2 separate regions of the Mus musculus genome follow, and region 2 is linked to region 1. A link is a contact called in public HiChIP or PLAC-seq data. All regions are on one chromosome and are shown on one strand. The core of a region is the stretch at or near the end of the contact, and the rest is flanking DNA. Distances in the headings are between cores, read along the strand shown.

Region 1 (6,387 bases), core at 1,162-3,661:
AGTTTCTAAACATCTGCTCGGTGGTCTCCCTGTGGACATTTGCTAAGTAACGTGGTTTATTTGGGGTGCCCGAATGTGTGGGAAATCTTTTCATCCAGCCACCAAATGACATTTTTAATCTCATCTTCTTTTAACTTTAAAGAACCAAGATGATTTCCTTATCTTCTACATGATTTGTCATTTGAGCGGGAGCCAAGGACCTGCAGGAACAGAATCTAGGCCCTTTCCCTGAAAGCTCTTATCAGGCAAAGTTTACAGCCAGAGAGCAGATAGAGAGCAAATGACGGTGGCCACTGCCCCTTGTCAGGCTTCTCCAAATGATATTATCCAGCCAATCTTTCCCCAAAGCTCCCAGGGGATGCGATTTCTCATTAACTGTAGGTGACGTGTCAACGTCCTGAGTGCTTTCCCTTTTTGCTCCCCAGGAGCCTCAGCTCCTATGCATTTTCATTCTAGGCACTCATCAAGTTTTTCCTTTTCTGTGATCAGGAAAAAGGAATCTTTAAAAGTAACTTAAGAATTACTGTGTGTGGAGGTGTGTCGATCGGCGTGTAGGTATGCCTATGAATGTCCAGGTACTCACAGAGGCCACTAGAGTCCAGTCCCTTAGAACCGGAGTCACAGCCCGTTAGGAGCCTTCTCACGTGAGTGTTGGGAGCTGCATTGCTTTGCAGAACTGAGCAATTGCCTTTATCAGATTGGTCTACGGGCCTGTCTTGGGGAATTGTCTTGATTGATAATTGGTGTAGGCGGGACCAGCCTACTTTCAACCATCCCTTGGCAGGTAGTCCTGGGTTGAATAAGCAAGCTAGCAGAGTGCCAGAGTGAGCAAGCCAGAGCCAGAGAGCGAGCCAGCAATCAGGTTCCCTACGGTTTCTGTTTCAGGATTCTGATTAAGTTCCGTCCTTGATTTCCCTCAGTGATAGATTGTGACATAAGAGTATAAGCCAAATAAATACACACGCACATGTGTGTGCACACACGTGAGATTGTATACAAAGGGGCTCTAGCAGGCCCAAACATGGCAAATATGGCTCTGGCAGACCTTGATCTTCTCCCCCATTCCCTCTGCCTTGCTAAAACCCAGTTAGATTCCTAAAGCTAGCCACCAAGGTCTATTCCTTTATTTGGCAACTTCCTCCTCCTGAGGCTGACCATCAAGGACCAGCAATCAAAGTATTGAAGTCCAGCAATCAAAAGCCCACTTTGGCTCACCTAATTAACATGCTCAATTAAAGTTAAACACTTCATCCTAACGCGGGGCTTTCCTCTTTCCCTTTATAAACCACCATTTGCCTATGGGCCACATCTCTCTCCTCTCTATCCAGAGGCAATTCTCTGTGTCCCACCCACTCCAGTACAAATACCCCTCCCCCCTCTTGTGAATGAATGTTTGTCTACTTGTGTGTCTGTGTACCATTGGCATGCTTGATGCCTGTGGAGGCCAGAAGAAGCTGTCAGATCCCCTGGAACTAGTGTTATGGGTGGTTGTGAGCTACCATGTAGTTCTGGGGACTGAACCCTGGTCCTCTGTAAGAACAATCAGTGCTCCGAACTGCTAAGCTCCCCACACCCCTCACCCATGCTCAAACTGTTTTATGACAGCAGCAGAGAGAAAACTAGAACAGGGTGCCGGAGAAAGTGGCGAGATAAATGCTCGTCTTCTCAGCCGTCTCCTCAGCCTGCCTCCGAGTGTCCTGCGGTTTCAGGGCAGAAGAGGGAACTCTCTTAATTATTTATTATAATTTTCCTATGGTTTACTACCTTACATATTTTATGCCTGACAAATATGCGGCCTGAAAAATCTTCCCCACAAATCAAAGATGACTTGATGGTTTTGTGGAGTTAAAGTTTTTAATCCCGAGGGAGCACATGAGCATGTGGGGTATTTCTGGGGGTTTGCCTTGTGGATGTTGCAGTGGGGTGATCATCTATGTGCGGGCACTGGCCTGAAGTCTGGGATCCCAGGGGAGGAGGGCAAAGACATCTCAGGTATTTAGAAGCAGCAGTGAACCCAGGGGAGTGACCTTCTCGGCTATCAGACACATCTCCAGGTCCCAAGACAGAAACCTAAGCCTTTTCCACAGCTCAGAGGCCCAGAGTGCTCAGCACCTCTCTGATCTTTTATCCCTCTCTCCTGCCCGATTACTGGAGGCTGAGGAGAGGACAGTGGCTGGCTCTGATGTGGAGCTCAGAGCAGCCCACGGAATATCCCTGACAGGCGCAGTGTGGCTGCCAGACAACCAGGCTTGCTAGCTTTATAGAGACTCTCTTGCCTGAACCCTCTTTCAGAATACTTCATCTAAGTTGCCACAGGATGTGACCAATGCCTCAGGATGCCACCCACAGATGTTTGAAGGGTCCCTGGGGGGCAATAGAGACCTCTCATCCCTTCCTCTGCTAGCTCGGTGACGAAAGAGCCGGGTGAGTGAGTCAGACGTGGGCAGAGATTGTCACACATAGATCAGTGTGTTTACATCCTAGAGCAATTGGAAGAAAAAAATAACTTGTTGTATCTCTCCACAAGTTGATGACTCATCCATTCCTTGCGACGTGTTTTAGCTAAGAAGTAATAACTCTTCATTAGGAGGCTGCCCAAGGGTGCTGAGTTGCCATGGCAACGGCCCTTCACACAGACAGACGTTCATGATCTCCCTAGGTATCTCTTCATCTGACATCATTCCAGGACATTCAGTATTTGGACCGGAACATAGAAGTATGGCAGACATTTGTTTACAAGGATGGGCATGTCTGTGGCGGTGCCTGAGTACCCGAGAAGGGCAATTTGTCAATTTATATGGGGTAGAGATATATTTAGTCCTTGGTTATGGAAACTAGGAAGGCTGGGAGCATGGGGTTGACGTCTTCTCTGCTCATGATGAAGCAAAGGGTGTCACATGGTGAGACACGGCAAGCTGGTCAGAGGAAGTGAAGGTGCTAAGGAAGCCAGTCCTGAACAACCTGTCACTTGGTTAATGCTAGAGTAAAGGAGAGTGTTCAGTATCTCCTCCTTTCGGTAGTGCTTCCCTGGGGACCAGGTTTCTAAGGCTTGGACTTTGTGGAATATATAGCAGGGTGCATATAAGTGTAATAGATGTATGTGTGTATAATATATGCGTATATATATTACATGTATAATACATATCATATAATACATGTATTAAATAATATATTGCATGCATATATGAATATATTACACATGTGATACATATTGTATAACACATGTGCATTATAATAATACATATCATATATATGTATGTGTGTACATATGCAATATAATGACACTATATAATTATAATATAGATGCTTTCTCTAGGCTGGACAGGACCCTTGCCATCTTGAAGTAGAATAGCTGTGATCCTCATGAGATCTGGTCTGTTAATGTTCCTGCATGGAGGAATGGGAAGAATTCACCAGGCAAAGGAAGCACAAGGCCTCCCAAATACCCCCACGAGTTCCCTCCTCTCCCAAAGATGTCAGTCACTATTAAGTATGAAATAAAGAGTTGACTGGGCTGGGACTTGCTGTCAGCGTGGCTGCCCTTGAGTGCTCTTGTTCCTGTAAACAATCTCCACAGAGCCACCCATTCACTCCTTGGACGAACACTTCCCTTTGGCTTGTTGATGTCCTCTCTATTTGGGATGAGCTGGTGCCACTCGGGTCTCCCTGGGAGGGGGTGGCTAGATGGTCTCTGGTAACCTGGCTGCTCTCCGCTGCCTTCTCCAGCAGGAGGTACCACACAAGCCTCATCGAAGCTCCTCACTAACTCTGGCTCCGTGTCCAGGCAGCCAACAGACTCGGGTTCTTCTGACTCAAAACGGAAAGGAATTCCAAAGATGTGGCTGCTCCCACTCTGGTGTACTATCAGCCATGCATGGAGCCTGACAGGGAGGAGGGCAGCTGCAGCCACAGCTGAACACTGGAGTCACCCGTGAACCAGAGCCCAGTACCACTCAGGGAAGGGGAACAGGCCAGAGACATTGGTGTGGAGGCCCGCAGCCTCAGGCAGGGCGAGAGTGGTTTACACAGGTTGTGGCTCACCATCAAGGGGCTATCATCTTGGTCCTTTGTGGGTCAAGAGAGTGAAAGTTAGATTTGAGAGTTTAAGGACAACCTCAAGAAGGCACGTGTATAAATAAGAAGGCAAGACTTCCAGTAGCTTCCTTCTTCTGCTGACCAAGGACTCTTTGTATCAACTCGTAAAACAAACTATTGTAAACTCTTCCAGCAGCAGCATCAGTGTGCTGTGAAGTACAGTTCTGTGTTGGTGAGGAGCCCTGGGGTATCTCTACCGCACATTGCAATCTTTCTGTAATAGTCAGGTGATGGTAAGCATCGGTCAGGACACAGAATCACTGATCTGTCCCTGTTTTAATCAACATAATCAGTGGTCACCAGGACTCAGGAAGATAGCTATTCTGTGTTACAAGGGGTCAGCCTACATCTTATGCTGAGTCCTTTTGAAACCCCAGTCCAAGGTATTCCAGTCACTGAAGTACACTAGGTCTTTACCAGATGTGCTCTGTGTGCTCGGCTCTGGCCTGTCCTCCTCTGTCCCCAGACAGCAAATTCCCTTCGGGTGGGAGAGATAGCAAAGGAAGAACTTACAAGGCACCTGGCATGCTTGTCTGTGCTGACCGTCCGACTGGCACGGCTGGCATTAATTGGTTTATTCTGACATCCCTAAGCAGTGTGAGTGCCAATGAGAGCTTACCTCACATAGATGAGAGCCTCAGGAGAGAGAGAGAGGGTGAGGAGCTTGCTCAAGGTCACACAGCCAGCTGGAGGAGGAAGCATGATTCACTCCCAACAATTCCAAAGTGGCCCTGAGCTATTTTCAGCTACACTCCTCAATCTTTTGAGTCTCTGAACCCTGCAAACAACATGGTGCCTGCTGAGAGCCCTTCTGGCCAGCCACCCCCAGAGGGGGAAGTAGAGTCTAGGGAACATGGAGATAAACTGTGGCTAGTTACCGGTGCAGGTAGCAACCAGCACCTGCCTTGTCGATAGTGATCAAATAGCCACGGTAAGAAGGAATCCTGATCTGAGGAGATGGCTCAAGGAGGCAGAGTACTTACTGGGTGGCTGTGACAGTCTCAGCTCAGGTGCTCAGAACTCACATGAGGCCAGACTCAGCAGCCCACACGTGTAATTCCTGTTCTCATGGCGAGTTGGGAGGCTGAGATAGTAGAATCTCTGGCTTACCTGGTGTATACAATGGTGAACATTCTGCCCCAACATGATAGAGAGCAAGGACTAACACCCAAGGCTGTCCTCTAACCGCCAAATGCATTCTGGGACACTTGAACACTTGCATCTATACACCTGTACTCATGCACACAAGCACCTATGCTCATACAAACACCTGCACTCATACATGCAAACACACATGCTTGTCACTCATTATCATGCATATACATGAATATACATGTGCATATACATCATACATGAACATAAACATACATATCATCATCCATACATGTGTGCATATATACAACAAAAGATTAAGAAAAAAAAAAGAACCATTCCCCGCCCCATATGTTTTCAGGGGACTTCAGGGAAGATTCTGCTGTCATCAAAAATACATATTCAGACGGAATCTGTGGTTCCCAGAGTGCTGGGATAGGTTCCCAGATGGGCAGCACTGGGGAAGCACACAGATCCACAGAACTGAATGCCAAGACATTTTATAATCTAGTTCCTTCCCTGGGGCATGGTCCAGGCAAGGCTGTCTTGAGCCCATGTTCACACTAAAGCTTACAGGTGTTTGTTAATCAAATATCTATTATGAACATGATAGGTATAGCGCCTGTTCAAGGTCTAGGGATCCAAGGTGAGAACAAGGGCTTATCCTGCCCTCTGTGAGCTTGTGTTTAAGTCATGAAGGATAGACACTAAATGGCAAGTGGCAGACAAGGAAGATGACATCTGCAGGCATTGCATGTGGTGAAGGATGACGGGGCAGGTAATGAAGCAGCAGATACTGAAGCCACACTTCAAGGGGACAGGGTCAGGGAAACTTTCCTAAGAGATGACATAGCAGAGCCTCCTGGAGCCAGCAACTCTAAAAGCATCCTGGAAAGATGGCTTCTACAAATGAGAGAAGCGCTTTGAGGTGGGATGGCTTCATTTCCCAGGGACTGACTGTTAACAGCACTGAGCATGGAGTGAGTTCTCACGCAGAGGACCCATAGCCAAAGCTGTAGTGTGAACTTGCTCTCTGTGCAGCAACGCACACTGGAGGGGGCTGGACAGGAAGTAGAAAGATCATATCCACTTGTAAAGAAAATTTGACCTTTAGGTTCCCTTCAGCAGCTTCAGAAGTCCTGGAGACAGGTGCCAAGCTCAACTTTAGCACTAAAAGACTTTCCTTCTGTCTGTAGCTTA
Region 2 (6,387 bases), core at 772-3,271, 480 kb before region 1:
AATTTTCACTCACGTTTGCCCTCCCTCTAAGAGTAGGAGAATGCCAGCCCTCCAGAATTATCTGCCCCACACTCCAACTGATAGCCTGTTTACCTGTTTACCCTTCAAACAGGAAAATTGGTTGATTAAATATGACACAGTTTTAAATCACATTACTTGGTTAAAGCATTAGTCTTCCCTGTGGACAACTATTTAGTGATTTTGAATGACGTAAACTCGTGCCAGAGAAAAACAGGAATAAGTTAACCATCTTTACAGCCAGAAAATGCTATCAATGGCAGACTTGTCCTCTGGGAGGGCTGGTGCTTTGCAAGTGTGAGGAATGAGAACAGGACCTAGACAGATTCCTCTAGGCTTCCAAATCAGATTTCATTTGCTAGAGACAATGCTAAGATAAGTCAAATCTTAAATCATTGTTTTTTCCTAGCTAGCTTTAACTGTCAGCCTGGCACAGCCCAGAAGGGAGAAGGGAGAAGGGAGAAGGGAGAAGGGAGAAGGGAGAAGGGAGTGTAGATTGAGGCCTTACCTAGATCAGATGGGCCTATGAGGCCATCTTTGGGGATTGCCTTGTTAATCAGCATAGGAAGGCTTGGCCCACTGTGGGCAGCAACATCCCCTAGGCAGGTGGTCTGGGACTGTACAAGAAAGCTAGCTAAGCATAAGCATGTAAGGGAGCTAGCAACAATGTTTCTTCAAGGTTTCTGCTTAACAGCATTGCTTCAGTTCCTTCTTAACTTCCCTCAATGGTGTGAGGGCAAGTCGCCCTAATCTAGGCTGCTTTCACTTTTGATCATAGTGAAAGAATTGGGTGGTGCGTTATCCCTTTAATTCCCCCCATGCTCACAGTACTCTGACTTACCAGAGAAAGTTCAGAACAGGCACACTGGGTGTATGACAGGAGAAGGTGTGGGGATCGTGGTCTTCCTGAACCACCCACTTTTCCACACCCATGGTCACACCCACCACACAGGGTTGGTGTTTGTATTCTCTTTATTGTTTCCACTGTCTGTGTCCAGCTTTACATGTTAACACAGGCATCCAGCTAGCAGCATGACAGGGAAGAGACAACACATTATTTCCATTTTAAAATCAATGAAAGAAAGCCAGGCGGGTGACACCTACAGTCCCAAACTGTGTGTACTGACTGAAGTAGCTGGGAAGCTGTAGTTGGTTGTTTGGTTTTGTTTGTCTGTTTGCTTATGGATCTGATGGTTGCATGGAAGTGTACAGCATGGTCCAAAATATAATGTGTGCAAGGCTTCTGTCTGGTATTTCCAGTTTGTATGTTGACCTCCAAAGCCACCCAGGACCTCGTAGAGACTGTTAGCATCAGTCCTGCTTTCTGAGACTCTGTGAGTTGGGGGGCTTTGGGAGGTCTGTGGGGACTCTGTATCCCATGAGTTTGTGGGAAGGAACCTTAGGCCTCTTATGTGTAGACATGTTTGTTCTCTCCATTGAAGTGCATGTATGTTAATCTACTAGCACCATACCTGCCTCCCTCTCCCTTAGACATCCCCAGTGGGATCCAGTGACTAAGCTAGTAGATGGTGCCATTGGGGTGTTCCAGGACACATGGGTCTGACATACAGAAGAGCAGTGTGGAGTGTTAGCATCCTGCCGCTGACTCGCCTGGCAAGCGCCTCCGAGGAAGCCACACAGAGCTGACCTCACAGCCAATCTTCTCTTTCTAGAAGGATGTCCTGAGATCAGACCTTGTCATCTGCTCAGCCGCTGCTGTGCTCTCCTTTGCAGTCAGTGCCAGCACTGTCTTCCTGTCCTTACGGGTAGGTGGCCCCAAGGCTCGGCTCTCCCTTGCTTGTTCTCTTGATAGGGGCTAGGCATGGAATGAGGGTACAGAGGGCAGAGGAGCCAGGGAAGAGGGTCAAAGAACACACACACAAAGAACTATGTCCACGAGGAGACTCGGGTAACCTCTTTGTGAGTCATCTCCTGTCCCTGGGGGAGTCGTTTTGTCCTTAAGAGTGATAGGACAATTTGTAATCTCGGACAGTTGTCATTGTGACAGGCTGGGAACAGACACCAGATCTCCCTCAGTAGAGAGAGAGGTCACTGTATCTGAGCTGAGCCACAGTGACACAAAGACCATTTGGAGATATATATACATATATATATATGAATATATATATATATATATATATTCATATACATATATATATTCATATACATATATATATTCATATACATATATATCTCCAAGGACTCTGCCTTACAGTTCTTACAGAATATTGTTGCCTTGTCACAAACATGGGACATTCATGGCCACATCTTCCCTGGACTGTTTTATCAACTGAGTGTGAGTGTGCTGTTCTCTACCTCTGAAAAAAAGTCTTAGGGTATGATACAGGGGACAGAATTCTCACAGTCTCTTCCAGGGGTCACTTCCCGACCCTGTTCTTAGCAGCTCTCAGCACATAGGTCTTCCTATGAGAGGAAAGAGGGTGGGGGCAGGCTCAGTCAGTACTCTGGTTGTCTTAGCAGCCTTCCAGCCAGCCTAGATTGTTCAGTGAATTCCAGGCCAGCGAGAGACTGTCTCAGAAAACAGAGATGATGAATGGCCCTTGAGGAATGACATCCAAGATTATCCCCTGACTTTCTCATGCATACACGTGTGTGCACACCTCTACATACATAAAATGCACAGGCCAAAAAAAAAAAAAAAGTGGGAGGGAAGGCCTGATGGCAGATGCCTACATCACTCACTCAAGAGTTGACTTTTGACCTCTCTGTCCTCTGCAGCCTTTTCTCAGCATCGTGCTCTTTGCCCTGGCGGGCACCGTGGGGCTCATCACCCACCATCTGCTCCCTCAGCTACGGAAGCACCACCCCTGGATGTGGATCTCACATCCTGTGCTCAGGAGCAAGGAGTACCAGCAGCGGGAGGCAAGAGGTCAGTGTCGTAGTCTCAGGGGGGACAGCAAAGCAGTGGGCACGCCTCTCATGGCACAGGGGCACAGCTCTGTGAGTGTGATCAGTGCCACGGTGCCTCACGCTTCAAAGGAAGCAGGGTTCACTGCGTGTTTGCCCATGTTACAAAGATGGAGTCTAGGCGATGCACAAAACAGGCTGCTCAGGTGGAATAGGAAAGAAAGTCTGTCAAATTAACTATGAAGTTCTGTTAGAATAGTCATTGCTTACTGATTCCATAGGGAAATTAGCATCCATTGCTCATGCTTGAAGGTTACAATTCTGGTTTATAGTGACTGGGCACTAAGGAGAGAACCACTTCATGCTTGACCACTAACTACCAGGCTCTGGATTCTTGAGTTTCTGTGAAAGAGCTTTGTATAGAGAGCAGCTGTGTCTACAGGGGTTGGTGTAGCAACTCCCATGGGAGAAATAGCCTGGTGCAAATGGCAACCTCAGAGCTTCATATAAAAAATACATTTCTCGGGAGGCAGAGGCAGGCGGATTTCTGAGTTCGAGGCCAGCCTGGACTACAGAGTGAGTTCCAGGACAGCCAGGGCTACACAGAGAAACCCTGTCTCGAAAAAACAAACAAACAAACAAACAAACAAAACCAAAAAACAAACAAACAAACAAACAATCCCAAAACATTTCTTCCGGAAGGTGGGGATGAGGCTTGGTTGGTGGAATCCTTGTCAAGCATGCAATAAAGAACATCAAAAAAACCCTATTGGTTTAATCCCTTGCACTGTGTAAATTGAATGGGTTGCACATGCCTGAAATCCCAGCACTTGGGAAGTGGATTTAGGAAGATCAGAAGTTCAGGGTCATCCTTAGCCACAGAGTTTGAGGATGGCCTGGGCAACATGACCTTTGCCTCTAAATAAAAACAGAATTTAGAAGTGTTAACTGGGTCCAACTCTGTAAGCACGTTTGCCCTGCATTTTCCTGCCCCATGCGTGAACAGATGGAAGAATGAATGACCTGCTCCTATTTTCAGACATTTAAAATGAATTCCCAGGAAATACTAAGGTGTTGAAATTGCCTAGAGCTGCTGGGTGCACACTGTCAGCTCATTCTGACCTGTTGGTTGCCGAGCATTCAGCTGTGCACCAGGTGGGCGGAGGCACCGAAGGACTCCGGGAGGCTCTGGATTCACCTAAGCGGCCTAAGGTGACAGGGGAGGTCAGGAAAAGTAATGAGAAGAGGGAAGGAAGAGGTGGTAAGGTCAGTGGTGGCACTGGTCAGTGGTGGCATCCAGCAATGAGAGCCTGTGGCAGGCAAGGGATGGCTCTGGCTGGGGGCAGAAGCTGCCTGGATTGCAAAGAGTACGAGATAGAGAAGGGGCAATGGGTGAAAAGTGTGTCTGAAACCTTTACCTTCGGAGAAGAAATGAACGCTCACAACCCAGGCTTCGGTTTCCACAGCTCCTCCCTGAAGGAGAGTCAGGCCACAGGCCCAGGCTGGTGTGCTTTTTAACATTCTCAGTGATTCCATGGTGTGCTGTTTGAGCTCAAACTATTGCCATTTTACAGACCTGAGTGGGATAGACTAGAGCGGTGCCTTGGAGGAAAGTCCTGTCTTGCTTTGCTTTCTTCTACTGTCGTAAACACCAGGCCACAAAGCAAGTCATGAAGGAAAGGGTTTTATTTCATCTTATGACTTTCAGGTCCCGCTCCTTCACAGAGGGGAATCAGGTCAGGAACTGAAGCAAAGGCCATGGAGGAGTGCTGCTTACTGGCTTGTTCAGCCTGCTTTCTTAGAGTACTAGGACACCTACCCAGGGATGCCACAGCCCACCATGGGCTGCCCACTCTCCCACATCAGTCATCCATCTAGAGAATGCCCCCACAGACATAGCCACAGGCCACTCTACTGGAGACAATTCCTCAAGTGAGAGTCCCTCAAGAGTGTCCAATTGACAAGAGGGTCCCTCAGGATTGTCCAGTTGACAAGAGGGTCCTTCAGGATTGTCCGGTTGATAAGAGGGTCCCTCAAGAGTGTCCCCTTGACAACTGAAGCAACAGTGACACCTGCAGGCAGAGGGTGGATGTTATTTTCTTCTTTCTGCAGCAAATATACCTAACCAAAGAAACTTAAGGAGGGAAGGTTTGCTTGGGTTCTCCGTGTGAAGGAGCACTTCATCTTATCAGGGAAGGTCTGACCTCCAGGGGCTGGAGACAGCTGCTCTCATGGCATGCATGGTCAGAAAGCAGAGACAAATCAATGCCAGTTGATCCAGTGATCGGCTTTCTCCGTTTCCTTCAGCCCAGGCCCCAGGCCGTGGAAGGGTGTTATCCATAATTAAAGAGGGTCTCTCACCTCAGTAAGCCTAATCTACATCATCCCCTCACAGCTATGCCCACAGGCTTATGTCCCCTGCGATTCAAGTTGACAGTGAATATTAGTTATCGCAGATGGATATTCAGATAAACTAGAAAATACATGGGATTCTGTAACCGAGTGCTGAATCTGGTACATGGGTGCTCTTCAGTAAATGTTGGTTGAATGAACAAACAATTTGCCCGTTGTGCTGTAAAGTCACAGAAGGAAGGGAGGGTCCCTGAAAGCTGGTGTGTGCAGGGGGTTGGGGGGAGAACATAGGAAGGTAGAGGGCAGGTGGGAGAACACGCTGAGAAGCCTGCTTGGTGGGGAAACGTGTGAACTTTAATTTTTGATGCATTAGAATAAATGAGTGGGGATTATATTATGTAAATTATATTATGTAAATTGTAAAACACATCGATTGAGAATCTCATTTAAATAGCAATTTTTCCTTTAAAAGAAAAAAAAAGTACTATTGACGATTCTGTAACAAGCCCCAGACTCGTCGTTCTCTGTGAGCTCTACCTTGCACTGTGGTGAAGCTGGTCTCTGCTGCACACTGACTGGTTTCTGCGTGTGACAGACGTGGCTCGGAGGGATGCCGCCTTCTCTCATGCATCTTTCACGTCTGTCAGAGTGACTGAGATTGCAGCAGTCAAATAGAACAAACTGTAATGAGAGGCAGCAGCTTCCTGTCAGCCCAGCCCCTCCCTTCTCTGATGCCTCCTTTCTAAGAAAAATCGACTTCCTCTCGGATAGCCTGTTGATTCTTCTAGATAATGCTTGTGCGTTCGTTCTGTGCCTGGGGTGCATCTGATTTGCCTATCTGTTGTCTTATGGAAGAGGCACTTCACTCCCCTGGTCCAGCTGGCCTCTCGGGTTGTTTGAGACCCTTATCTCCCTGTGTCAGGTACCACAGGTGCTGAGCAGCAGAGGTGACAGCTTACTGCTCTGTAGTCAGGATGAAAGCACCCTAAGGAGAGAGGGCCAGGGGAAAGTAGACTTAGGGAGGAAAGGTTTTAGGGGCTCATGGTTCCAGGGTTTTCAGTCCTCCACAGCAGGGATGATTCTCGGAACAGTCCAGTTCATGCTGGCAGGAGAATGAGGCAGAAGCTATTCTCGTCGTGGAGGACTGGG

Evidence for each region. HiChIP or PLAC-seq counts read pairs in DNA pulled down with a chosen protein or histone mark.
Region 2: a contact with region 1 is called in an H3K27ac HiChIP or PLAC-seq map of trophoblast stem cells, with 4 times the contacts expected there. The contact joins two enhancer-like sites. A contact is called at or near these places in 1 of 484 Hi-C or Micro-C datasets (bone marrow-derived macrophages), 1 of 115 datasets of contacts at active chromatin or transcription factors (trophoblast stem cells) and 1 of 9 other capture datasets (embryonic stem cells).

The regions. Positions count from the first base shown.
Region 1 is chr8:125,340,190-125,346,576 of GRCm38.p6, reverse strand. No RefSeq gene overlaps it. Among named protein-coding and RNA genes, the nearest start is that of Gm30713, 43 kb to the left of the region's middle. Within about 2 kb of position 2,411, at least 101 of the 459 cell types and tissues checked have an H3K27ac peak or open chromatin away from gene starts, as enhancers often do. A contact at or near this core is called in trophoblast stem cells, where this site is marked.
Region 2 is chr8:125,823,440-125,829,826 of GRCm38.p6, reverse strand. It overlaps Pcnx2 (pecanex homolog 2), which reads left to right. Exons shown (of 34, transcript NM_175561.4): 18 at 1,692-1,784; 19 at 2,758-2,908. Among named protein-coding and RNA genes, the nearest start is that of Gm51603, 16 kb to the right of the region's middle. Within about 2 kb of position 2,021, at least 9 of the 459 cell types and tissues checked have an H3K27ac peak or open chromatin away from gene starts, as enhancers often do. A contact at or near this core is called in trophoblast stem cells, where this site is marked.